Regions from separate parts of the Oryctolagus cuniculus genome. Here region 2 is linked to region 1. A link is a contact called in public Micro-C data. All regions are on one chromosome and are shown on one strand. Each heading gives the region's core, a stretch centred on a gene start, on an enhancer-like site or on the middle of the called end of the contact. The rest is flanking DNA. Distances are from core to core; before and after follow the strand shown.

Evidence for each region. A called contact is a pair of places that touch in the nucleus more often than the background predicts.
Region 2: a Micro-C map of ear pinna shows a contact between it and region 1, with 2.5 times the contacts expected there. The contact joins two enhancer-like sites. A contact is called at or near these places in 4 of 6 Hi-C or Micro-C datasets (ear pinna, psoas muscle, skin fibroblasts and 1 more).

The regions. Positions count from the first base shown.
Region 1 is chr5:132,907,027-132,912,660 of mOryCun1.1, forward strand. No RefSeq gene overlaps it. Among named protein-coding and RNA genes, the nearest start is that of CDKN1A, 10 kb to the left of the region's middle. Within about 2 kb of position 2,510, at least 3 of the 8 cell types and tissues checked have an H3K27ac peak or open chromatin away from gene starts, as enhancers often do. A contact at or near this core is called in ear pinna, where this site is marked.
Region 2 is chr5:132,953,446-132,959,079 of mOryCun1.1, forward strand. No RefSeq gene overlaps it. Among named protein-coding and RNA genes, the nearest start is that of SRSF3, 17 kb to the right of the region's middle. Within about 2 kb of position 3,541, at least 3 of the 8 cell types and tissues checked have an H3K27ac peak or open chromatin away from gene starts, as enhancers often do. A contact at or near this core is called in ear pinna, where this site is marked.

The sequences.
Region 1 (5,634 bases), core at 1,260-3,759:
GAACAGCTGTTCCAGACGCACAAGCAGACAGCGTGGCTGAGGTCATACAGGCAGGGGTCAGAGCTCCCCCTCCCCTCAGCTGCTTGCCTGGCTTCACTTCTCTAGGGTGGCTCTGTGTGTCCCCTGTGATCCCAAGGCCAGCAGCACCACTGTGGAATGCAACAGTTGCAGCCCCCAAGCCCCATGTGCTGGTGGTCCCTCTGGGGTCAAGCTCAGAGCCAGGGAGATGTTACCCTCTCCTGCGTGGCTTCCAACAGCCCTGCACCTGCTGGGAGAAGCTATGTCTAAATCTCCTCCTGGGCGCAGCCAGCTGCTCAGGGCTGGACTTAGGGAAAACAGCCGGGGGGTGGGGGGGGCACAGCGTCCGAGAGAGTTGGTTGTGTTGTTTTTTTTTTTTTTTTTTTTTGACAGGCAGAGTGGACAGTGAGAGAGAGACAGAGAGAAAGGTCTTCCTTTTGCCGGTGGTTCACCCTCCAATGGCCGCCACAGCCGGCGCACCGCGCTGATCCTATGGCAGGAGCCAGGTACTTCTCCTGGTCTCCCATTGGGTGCAGGGCCCAAGCACTTGGGCCATCCTCCACTGCACTTCCCTGGCCACAGCAGAGAGCTGGTCTGGAAGAGGGGCAACCGGGACAGAATCCGGCGCCCCGACCGGGACTAGAACCCGGTGTGCCGGTGCTGCTAGGCAGAGGATTAGCCTAGTGAGCTGCGGCGCCGGCCTGAGAGAGATGTTTTGATGACACTGGCCACTGTAACAGATAGACCCTCACATCTCAGTGACAGCCAATGAAATGGAATTTTTCAGCCACATATGAAACCAGTAAGAGGTGTTCGGGTTACAGGTGACTGACTACCATTCAGGGTTCCGGGATTTAAAAAAAAAAAAAAAAAAAGATTTATTTTATTTGAAAGGCAGAGTGACAGAAGGATCTTAACATTTCTGCTTCTAGCAGGCGAGGGACAAAGACCACAGAGAAGGCCTGGCTCTGAAATCATGCCCACTCCCTCCCCCACCCCCCACCTAGACACACAGGGACCACATGTGGGATGACCTGGAGCCATGGCCACCGCTGCAGGGAGCAGGACAGAGGGGACCCCTTCCTCTCCCTCGTCTTCCTACGCCATGGTCTCTCCTGACTGGGTGTCATGGCCACAAGAACAGTGCCGCTTCTCCACTGCAGAGCCTGGACTTCAGTCTTTTCGTCTGTAAAATGGGTCCTTTCCTATCTACAATCTCACCACTGTCTTGAGAGAGAGAAAAATCGAGGTAGACATGGTCCATCTGAGCTCCCAGAGGAAGAAATCAGGACACAAAGAGACAGTGTGACTGGGCCCCAGCCTGGCGGCAGGACCCTGCTTCCTGCTGCACACAGCCCGACATCAAAGTGTGAGAAGTCATTGGCCCGCGAGGCAGGAAAAGCCCCTGACTCAGCAAACTCATCTGAAAATCCCCCCCCATCCCGAGGGGGTGGCCGAAGAACAAGGATTACGGAGAAGAAAAGCTCTTTGATTGCAGCAGTGCAGGTTTGGAGACCCCGACAGGGTCTTCCAGCCCTGGTGGACCCCCTCGCGGGAGCCTGGTGCACAAACAGCCCTCTGGGGACTTTCTCCTGCAGGTCTGTGAGCCCCAGCACCTGGCCAGGAGGAAGCTGAGCTCCCTCTTGCAAAGAACGCGCTCCCTGTACTTGAACTCTCTGGAAAAGGACAAGCAGCAGTGCCAGTGGCCGCCTCTGGGAAGAGCAGCAGGTCCTCTGGGTTGCCCGCGCCCAGGATCCCATTAGCATCATCTCGGGCTGTGTAGACGGTGCCCCCTGGAATTGCGCTGCACACAGTCTGCCGGCCTCGGGCTGCTTACCCATCACAATATGTCTATTTTTAAATAGGTAATGTCATTTTAGATAATAACACAATTCTTTTTTTTCTTTTTTTTCCTTTTTTATTTTTTTATTATTTTTGACAGGCAGAGTGGACAGTGAGAGAGAGAGAGAGAGAGAAAGGTCTTCCTTTGCCGTTGGTTCACCCTCCAATGGCCGCCACGGCCGGCGCGCTGCAGCCGGCGCAGCCGGCGCACTGCACTGATCCGATGGCAGGAGCCAGGTACTTATCCTGGTCTCCCACAATTCTTAAATATACTCCAAGTCCTGGCCCTACCTGGACCTACTGAGTTATGATTATGCGGTGGGGGTGGGGGTGGGGGTGGGGGTGGGGGTGGGTTCAGCCAGCTGCACGTGGTGTATTCTGAAAATCTGCCCCAGGCAAGAGTTCCTCAGCCCCATCCCCAAGGTTTGGGGTGCCCCCACCTCCCCTCCAGAAGCTCCTAGCTGACCCCTCCCCGTCTGGGAGAGCCAGGGAGCTAGGAATAGATCATGTCCAGAGTAGGGGAGAGGGGGAAGGGCCAGGCTCAGGCCTAGAGAGCAGGAGGCCGGCACTCCCCCCACACCCCTGCATCTCAGCAGCCCGGTGGCTGGCCGGCCGGCCCCGCCCCACCCTCCGGCACCGTCGCGCGGGCCTTGCCCAGGCTTGCCTCTTGTTGCATCATCGTGTGGCTTTGGCTTTGCCGGGAGCGGAGGAGTGAGCCGCCCACTCACCGCTGGAAAAAACCGGCTAATTATATCACCGGGAGACCCAGGGCAGCGGTGGGGTGGACGCTTTCAGCTGGCCCAGCCTGCTCCTACTTGCTCTGTATGATGGTTCTCGACTTTCCAAAATAATAATAACAACAACCACCACCAAGCAGGACAACATCCCCCAGAGCTGCGCCACAGCCTGTGCTCCAGGTCAGAGCTGCGGGCCACCTGTTGCTCCCTAGAGCTTTCAGCCCTCTGCCTTCAGGAAACCGAGCCCCTGGACGCCCACACCAGGGCTCAACAGGTGACCTCAGAGGGCAGGCTCGGCCGCATCCGCACTGTCGGCAGCTGCAACAGTCGCCTGTGTTTTCAAAGGTCTTTAAAGTTCTATTTGTGGTGTAGTCAAAAGTGCCGAGTTTCATTTTTCCATCGCTTCCTGTATTTATTTTTTGAGTCGATCATCCATTCCCATGATTCACAGTGACAAGATGCAGAAGGAAATGCAGTGAACACCCCCAGCCCCCACCTCCTACACACACACACACACACACACACACACACACGCCTCCCAGCCACGCTGTTTCCTTCCCAGCACTGCGGCCGCCGCTGGGTCTCCTTCCAGGGTTAATCTCTGAACACCCAGGTCCACAGCCCTTCAGCTAAGGCTCCTGGGGACAAATGCCTTGCGGGGTGTAGACAGGTAATAAGGTGCTGGTGGCACACAGCCCCTAACACCCCCAGTCGGCTCTGCCTAGGCTGGTCAGTGACTGACGCCTGCCCAGGACTGTCCTGGGGTTAGCACCCGCAAGTTCCATGTCCAGGGTACCCAGTAAGCCCAGGCACCCCAAGACGATCCAGGTCCCCTAGTCCTGGCGTGTACCGTATTCACACTAAAACAGGCATGGCATAAAAAGTACAAATGGCTTCACATCCTTTTAGCACTGGTTTTACTACCAAATGAATTTGCCCCAAAAGAAACACTTTTAGCTTTCAGAGGTTTGCGGGTTCTGGAATTAAGGGTGAGAGATTGTAGACCTGTAAGTAAAACGCAGATATTCCATTGATCCATCCAAATGGAAACCCTGCTGGCATCTTGGTTGTTCCCTTGACCCACCCCCTCCCCACTCAGTTTCTCTCTACGCCATTCCCCACTCCCTTCCTTTTCACTGCTGCGTAGCGCGCCATCCGGCGGCTGGATGGTCAGGGTGGGGTGCACTGCTCTTCTGTTAGCACAAACACACCTGCCTTTAGACGCATTACCCTCATGGGGGCAGGGGGGTAGCTGAGAAGGACTCGGACCTTCCTTCCTAATGCGTTTTCATCACTGAAAGTTTGAACCCCAGCCTACTCAGACCTGAAGGGAGAGACAAGGAAACTGGCTGAGATCACCAGGACTCCAACCCTGTCCACCTGCTTAATCATGACAGTCATTCACATCACAAAGGATTATTTCAGGGGCCAGTGCTGTGGCTTAACCGGGAAAGCCGCTGCCTGCAGTGCCGGCATCCCACATGGACGCTGGTTCTAGTCCCGGTTGCTCCATTTCTGGTCCAGCTCTCTGCTGTGGCCTGGGAAGCAGTGGAAGATGACCCAAGTCCTTGGGCCCCTGCACCCATGTGGGAGACCTGTAAGAAGCTCCTAGCTCCTGGCTTTGGATCAGCTCAGCTCCAGCCGTTGCAGCCATTTGGGAGCAAACCAGCAGATAGAAGAATTCCCCCACACACACACCCCCGCCTCTGCCTTTTGAACAAAATAAATACATCTTGGGGCCTGTGCTATGCAGCAGCAGGTTAACGCCCTGGCCTGAGCGCTGGCATCCCATATGGGCAGTGGTATGAGTCCCGGCTACTCCACTTCTGATCCAGCTCTCTGCTATGGCCTGGGAAAGCAGTAGAAGATGGTCCAGGTCCTTGGGCCCCCGCACCCACGTGGGAGACCCAGAAGAAGCTCCTGGCTCCTGGCTTCGGATTGGCGCAGCTCCAGCTGTTGCGGCTATTTGGGGAGTGAACCAGGGGATGGAAGACTCTCTCTCTTTCTCTCTCTCTCTCTCTCTCCCTCTCTCTCAGCCTCTGCCTATCTGTAACTCTGCCTTTCAAATCAATAAATATTTAAAAAAAAAACAACAAAGATAATTTCAAACAAACAAACAAAAAACTTACATTCAAACCAGCCAGGGTTCTCTGGAGAAACAGAACTAATGGATAGATAGATATACAGACAGACAGACAAAGGAAGGAAGGAAGGAGAAAACAATTTAAGGAGTTCGGTTGTGGCTGCTTTGTGGTGCAGCAGGTTAAGCCACACTGCCTGTGATACCAGCATCCCATATGAGCACTGGTTTGAGTCCTGGCTGCTCCACTTCAGACCCAGCTCCCTGCTAATGTGCCTGGGAAAGCAGGAGAAGACGGCTCAAATGAGTGGGCCCCTGCACCCATGGGGGAGACCCAAATGGAGTTCCAGCTGTGCTTTTTCTCTCTCTCTTTCTTTTTATTTTAATTATTTATTTATTTGAAAGTCAGAGTTACATAGAGAGAGGAGAGGCAGAGAGAGAGAGGTCTTCCATCCGATGGTTCACTCCCCAGTTGGCCTTGCAACAGCCGGAGCTGTGCCGATCTGAAGCCAGGAGCCAGGAGCTTCTCCTGGGTCTCCCATGTGGGTGCAGGGGCCCAAGCACTTGGGCCATCTTCTGCTTTCCCAGGCCATCGCAGAGAGCTGGATTGGAAGAGGAGCAGCCGGGACTAGAACCGGCGCCCATGTGGGATGCTGGCGCACCAGGGCATTAACTCACTGCACACTGTACCACAGCGCCGCCCCCCTCCAACTCTCTTTCAAATAAATCAATCAATCTTAAAAGCATGAAGAGTTGGTTGGCGGGACGGCGGGGCTGGCAAGTCTCCAGGAGCCGCGGCAGAAGCGGACGTGACAGTCTGGGGCAAGATTCTCCCTCCTCGGGGACCCCAGGCTGCTCTCCTGAGGCTATAGAGGGTGTCCGGCTTGCCTCAACTTGTGCTGACTTAAAGGCCGATCACACCTGGAAAGTACATTCTGCAGCTGGCCTGGCGTTTGA
Region 2 (5,634 bases), core at 2,291-4,790, 47 kb after region 1:
TCCCCGTCTGTTAAACAGTCTGAAACAGGGCTTTCTAAGGTCCTTGAATTGTCTGCCCTCCTCAGAAAGCTGATACCTAGGAGTCACCAGGCCTAGAACTTGTCGATCCTCTGGCTGGGTTCTTAAGGAAAACCAGCCCTGAAACCAGACTGTCTGGATGCCAATTCCAGCTGCGCCCCCTGCCGCTGGGCCGTTTGCTGGATCCCGGGGGCTGCTGTTTCCTGAGACCGAGCAGCTGGGTGCAGGTGTGCGGTGCCTGGTACCAGCCCCCGCTCGGCAGAGGTTATTTTTTCCTTCAGACCCCACGGAAGTCCCGGGAAGTCGCAGAATTAGTTCCCATCCACAAACGAAAACCCGGAGGCTCGGGGAACAAAGCCCCTTGCCCAGGCTTGCAAAATGGTACAGCCTGGAGCGCAAGCAGGCTCCGGATTCTGAGACAGCCCCACGACCTCCATCCCTGAAAGGCAGAGTTACAGAGAGAGAAATCTTCCATCCATCTGCTGGTTCACTCCCCAAAAGGCTGCAACAGCTGGGGATGGGCCAGGCTATAGACAGGAGCCAGGAAGTCCATCCGGGTCTCCCACGTGAGTGCAGGGGCCCACGCACTTGGGCTGTCTCCCACTGCCTTCCCACGCCATAGCAGAGAGCTGGATGGGAAGTAGAGCAGCCAGAACACGCTCCGGGTGTCCCAGGCAGTGGCTTAATCCGGTGTGCCACAATGCCGCCCCGTAGACACTTCTTGATGTGGAACTTCTTGGCGGTCGCCCAGGCGCTATGGGGAACACCTCCCTGGCATCCTTCTCCCGTGGACCCCTCCCCGGTGTCCTTCTCCCATGGGCCCCTTGACAAGCAGCCCGGCACTGAGGTAATTTACACACACAGTCGAGGTGCACAGGGGAGGCATCGGGTGGGTTTCGTGTGGACCGGGGCACACTCTCACTCGGGGGTCTTATTTTTCTCCATTCGTTCCTTGAGGGTTAAGCAGATTTTAGGAGAATATTCCAGTCTTGCCCAATGCCTGCAGAACAAAAAGCTGCACGTTGCCCTGCCCTGCCCAGCGGCCGACCGCTAGGCCCACCAGCCCCACAGTGTACCAGCACCTGCCTCCCCCAGAGTCCCCAAACCCTGGAACCTCGGCTTTGGAGAAGACCCTGAGGGCCATCTGGTCCCCGCATGGCAGTCTGCCTAGAGCAGGGGTCAAGGCTGGGTCACCACTCCATTCACTGCAGGGGACAGCCAGTGACGCCCTGGGCCACCTCCAGCCCAACTACCCCCTTCTCCAAATGGGATCTAAGTGAAAATCCCCTTGGGACCACCGGGAGGTCTGACCTCCCCCGGGCCCTGATGCAGGCCCCTGGGAGGGTCACGGCCGTCACAGAACGAGGGCTCGCTGGCTGCCCGCTCTGTGTGGTGTTCCACACAATTATCCTCATGGATCTGGGGAAACAACTTGTCCACAAAGGTGTGGGCTCACTCGCTGTCCTCAGCACGCGTTTGTTACTCTTTTAGAAATCAGTGAGGAGCCTGGCGTTGTGGCACGGAGGGCAAAGCTATGGCCTGCGGTTTCAGCATCCCTTATGGGCAATGGTTTGAGTCCTGGCTGCTCCACTTCTGATCCAGCTTTCTGCTGTGGCCTGGGAAAGCAGTGCAGGATGGCCCAAGTGCTTGGGCCCCTGCACCACATGGGAGACCTGAATAGAGCTCCTGGCTCCTGGCTTTGGCCTGGCCCTGCCCTGGCCATTGTGGCTGTCTAGGGAGTGAACCGGCAGATGGAAGATCTCTGTTTCCCTGTCTCTCTGCCTTTCAAATAAATATAGTGGGGAAAAGCCCGGATGACACACGGATGTGTGGGTCAGCCTACAGACAGCGCAAACTCACTGTTCCTGTGGCTGCAAAACTGAGTGGCCTGCAAATCCCGAGGCGGGGGTCCACTTCCAGCCTGTCCACTCCCAGGGCTTTAAGGGCTTTTAGTCCTTGGGCCCCTGCACCTATGTGAGAGACCTGGAAGAAGCCCTTGGCTCCTGGCTCCTGGCTTCGGATCGGCTCAGCTCTGGCCATGGTGGCCATCTGGGGAGTGACCCAGCAGATAGAAGACCTCTCTCTCTCCATCTGTCTCTCTGTAGCTCTGCCTTTCAAATAAATAAATAAATCTTAAAAAAAAAAAAAAAAAAGCCACAAGCAGCCGGGACCTACCTGAGTGGGGCCCCTTGTGGTCCCGGCTCCTGGGTGCTGGGCTTGGACTGGGAAGTGTGGGTTTCCAGCCCAGCTGGTCGCTTCCCACTATCTCCGTGAGCTTCGGGAAGTCACTTCCTCTTTCTGGAATTGTTTCCCCATTTGCAGAGCGGGCGATGGCGTCAGCGCCTGGACACCCTCTCAACAAGAGACGCAGCCTGCGGCACCAAGCACCGGGCGGGCAGGCAGCAGGCGAGGACACCCCACCTGTGAACTCGGAAGCTCCTGGGCCCCGGCCCCTTGCTCGCTCCTGTGCGCGGTCTGACTTGGCTAGCGTGGTCCTGGCTTACCTTTGCTACGCTGAGCCACTCAAAGACGTGGGGTGGAGCCAAGTAGCTGAAGGGAAGCGCTGAGCTTGGCCACTCTCAGGTCCTCCTCTCTGCTGGGCTCTTGTTGACCCTCGACATAAGCGACCTCACCTCTTCGTCCCAACAAGCCCAGGAGGGGGCACCAGGACGCCCACGTCCCTGCTGGCGAGACTGAGGTTTCCAGTGCACTCAAGCCTTGAGGGCTGGGAGAGCCCCGGGTGAGGGGCCCAGAGCAGGCGCACAGGGGCAGGGCCGTGTGGTCCAGGCAGTGGCACTCCCGCTCTGGGGGACCACGGAACTCACAGAGAGGCCATCCCCTGTGCAGCAGCACACCTACTCTGGATTCTTGAAGCCCAGGGAGATGGGTTCTTAAGAAGCAGCCTGGTGTCCATGCAGCAAGGTTCCGGGGTGGGCACTTGCTTTGAGAACACGGTTCTGCACACGAAGCTTGCCACACTCGGCTTCCACGCAGCCCTTCCTCCAGACACACGTGCCAGCTCCGCCATGACAAACGCTGCCCCAGCGGCGCTGAGGGAGAGCAGCTGACATTTCTCCAAGTCCCATCATTTCTCAGCACATTGCTCCTTTCGGGAGACACATGCCAATAAATGGCGTTTTGAAATCCCAGGAGCAGGCGACCCACCTGTTCTGAGCCCGCGAGCCGCCGCCCGTTGCCAAGGTGTCTGCGCTGGGCAAGGGCCAGCCCTAGGAACACAGCGCCCCACCCCACATGGCGGCCCCACCCTGAGACCGAAACCAGGCTGATGGGGCAACACGCTGAGCTGCCGGGGACTGGGGCAGCTGAGTCGCTGCGCCACCAGGAAAGCGCTCCCTGAAAAAGCCAGAACAATTCTCACGCTCACAGGTGTCTGCCCAAAAGCCCCAAGCGGAGAGGAGCGGTAAGAAAGAGCAGAGGCCCAGAGGGCAGCCTGTGCCACTGGCACGGGCACCAGCCGCTGGTGAATCAGACCTGGGTCAGCTCCTGGGCCGTGCACTGTTTGCCATCTGTCTGCGGCTTTATCTGCCAGGGAGATGGGCACGCGGCCAGGGCCTTCTTGGGGTGAGAGGTTGGCCAGCCAGGCCGCGGCGTGCTGCCCTGCCAGATGTCGCTCAGGAGCGGCACTGGACCAGGAGTCAGGAGGCCGAGTGCCCAGGGGTGGCCCCCCCACCCCACCCTCGGGGCTCCAAGTATCTGATGCCATTGCCCTGGGCCTCAGGGCTGTCAGCTGGGAGCAGAGAGCGGGGGCAGGGGTCTCACAGGCCTCAACCGAGTTCCTTGCCTATGTGTGGTGGGCGTGGCCTGCCACATCTTGAAGTTTTCTTTATACAAACCTATCCAACCGCATGCATGCGGACACGCCCAAGTGAGCCAGTGCTTCGAGGCTGTTGGCTCCTGTTTCATCACTTCTAGAGTTGTGAAATCGGGTGTTTAAAAATGTTACCCTTTGCACTTACTTCTCTGAACAACAAAAATAAAGAAATGAGTCCAGTCCCGAGGTTGACCTAAGACTGCATTGATCCAAATGTGTGCCTGTCTTTATAAGGCGACGTGATTAAATGTATACTTCTGGTTTTTGTAAGGATTTATTTTATTTATTTGAAAGTCAGAGTTACAGAGAGGCAGAGAGAGAGAAAGAGAAAGGTCTTTCATCCACTGATTCACTCCCCAAATGGTCGCAACAGCCAGAGCTGGGCTGATCCAAAGCCAGGAGCAGGGAGCTTCTTCCGGGTCTCCCACGCAGGTGCAGGGGTCCAAGAACTTGGGCCATCTTCTGCTGTTTTCCCAGGCCATAGCAGAGAGCTGGATTGGATGTGAAGCAGCAAAGACTAGAACCGGCGCCCATGAGATGCTGGCACCGCAGGCCAGGGCTTTAACCTGCTGTGCCACAGCGCCGGCCCCTAGAAGTATACTTTTTACGGCTAAACCATTGCGTGGTTTTATGTAGTCAGTGTGTTACATGAGGTGTCACTCCAGTCTGGCTACTTCTTCGGTTTGCAAACCACCATCCCTCTGGCACAAACATGGTCCTGATCCCCCGCTCTGTCCTGAGGACAAGTCCACGGGGTGCAGACTCGTCAGCCCACAGGGAGCCCCTCTGTTTCCTGCCTTGGTGCTTTCTTCCCACACACTTGGCTCTTTCTGGTCCACAGCCAGCTCTATCCAAACCCCTTCCTCAGCGTTCAGCTGACGGGAAAACCCCTTCCACAAAAACCACTTCCCACGGGCCTCGGACCTAAGTCTGTTCCAAAGTAGGGTAACAGAATCTTCCTCCCCCACAGGGGGACGTTCTAGTAACCTAGCAGTGTACGTGGGGGGCTGCAAAAATGTGGGGAAAATGGAACTAAAAGATGAGTTGATCTTGATGCAAAAAAATTTAAGGACAACGAGGCTAAGCAGGTTAACACACCACTTGGAATACTGGCATCCCATAATAGAATGCCAGTTTGCATCCTGGCTGCTCCACTTCTGATTTAGCTCCCTGCTATGGCCTGGGAAAGCAGTGGAAGATGGCCCAAGTGCTTTGACTCCTGCACCAGCATGGGAGACCCAGAAGCAGCTCCTGGCTCCTGGCTTTGGTCTGATCTAGCCATGGCTGTTGTGGCCATTTGAGGAGTGAACCAGGTGTTCTGCCTTTGAAATAAATCTGTAAAAGAAACAAAGTTTTGGGGGCTGGCGCTGTGGTGTAGTAGATAAGCCGCTCCCAGCAGCGCTGGCATTCCATATAGGTTCAACTCCTGGCTGCTCCACTCCTGATCCAGCTCCCTGCTACTGTGCCTGGGAAAACAGCGGAGGATGGCCCAGGTCCTTGGGCCCCTGCACCCAAGTGGGAGACCCAGATAAAGCTCCTGGCTTCAGCCCGGCCTATCTCTCACCACTGTGGTCCTTTGAGGAGTAAACCAGCAAGTGGAAGATCTCCCTCTCTCTCTGCTTATTTACTTCTTCTCTGTAACTCTTTCAAATAAATAATTTTTTAAAAAAGGTCTTGAAATGCAGGTTTACAGTCAAGTGGGAGACTTTGGAGTCACTGTAGACTCAATTCTACTGAAGAGATATGTGTCACTGGGGCAAAGAATTTCACCCAGAAATTCTCAG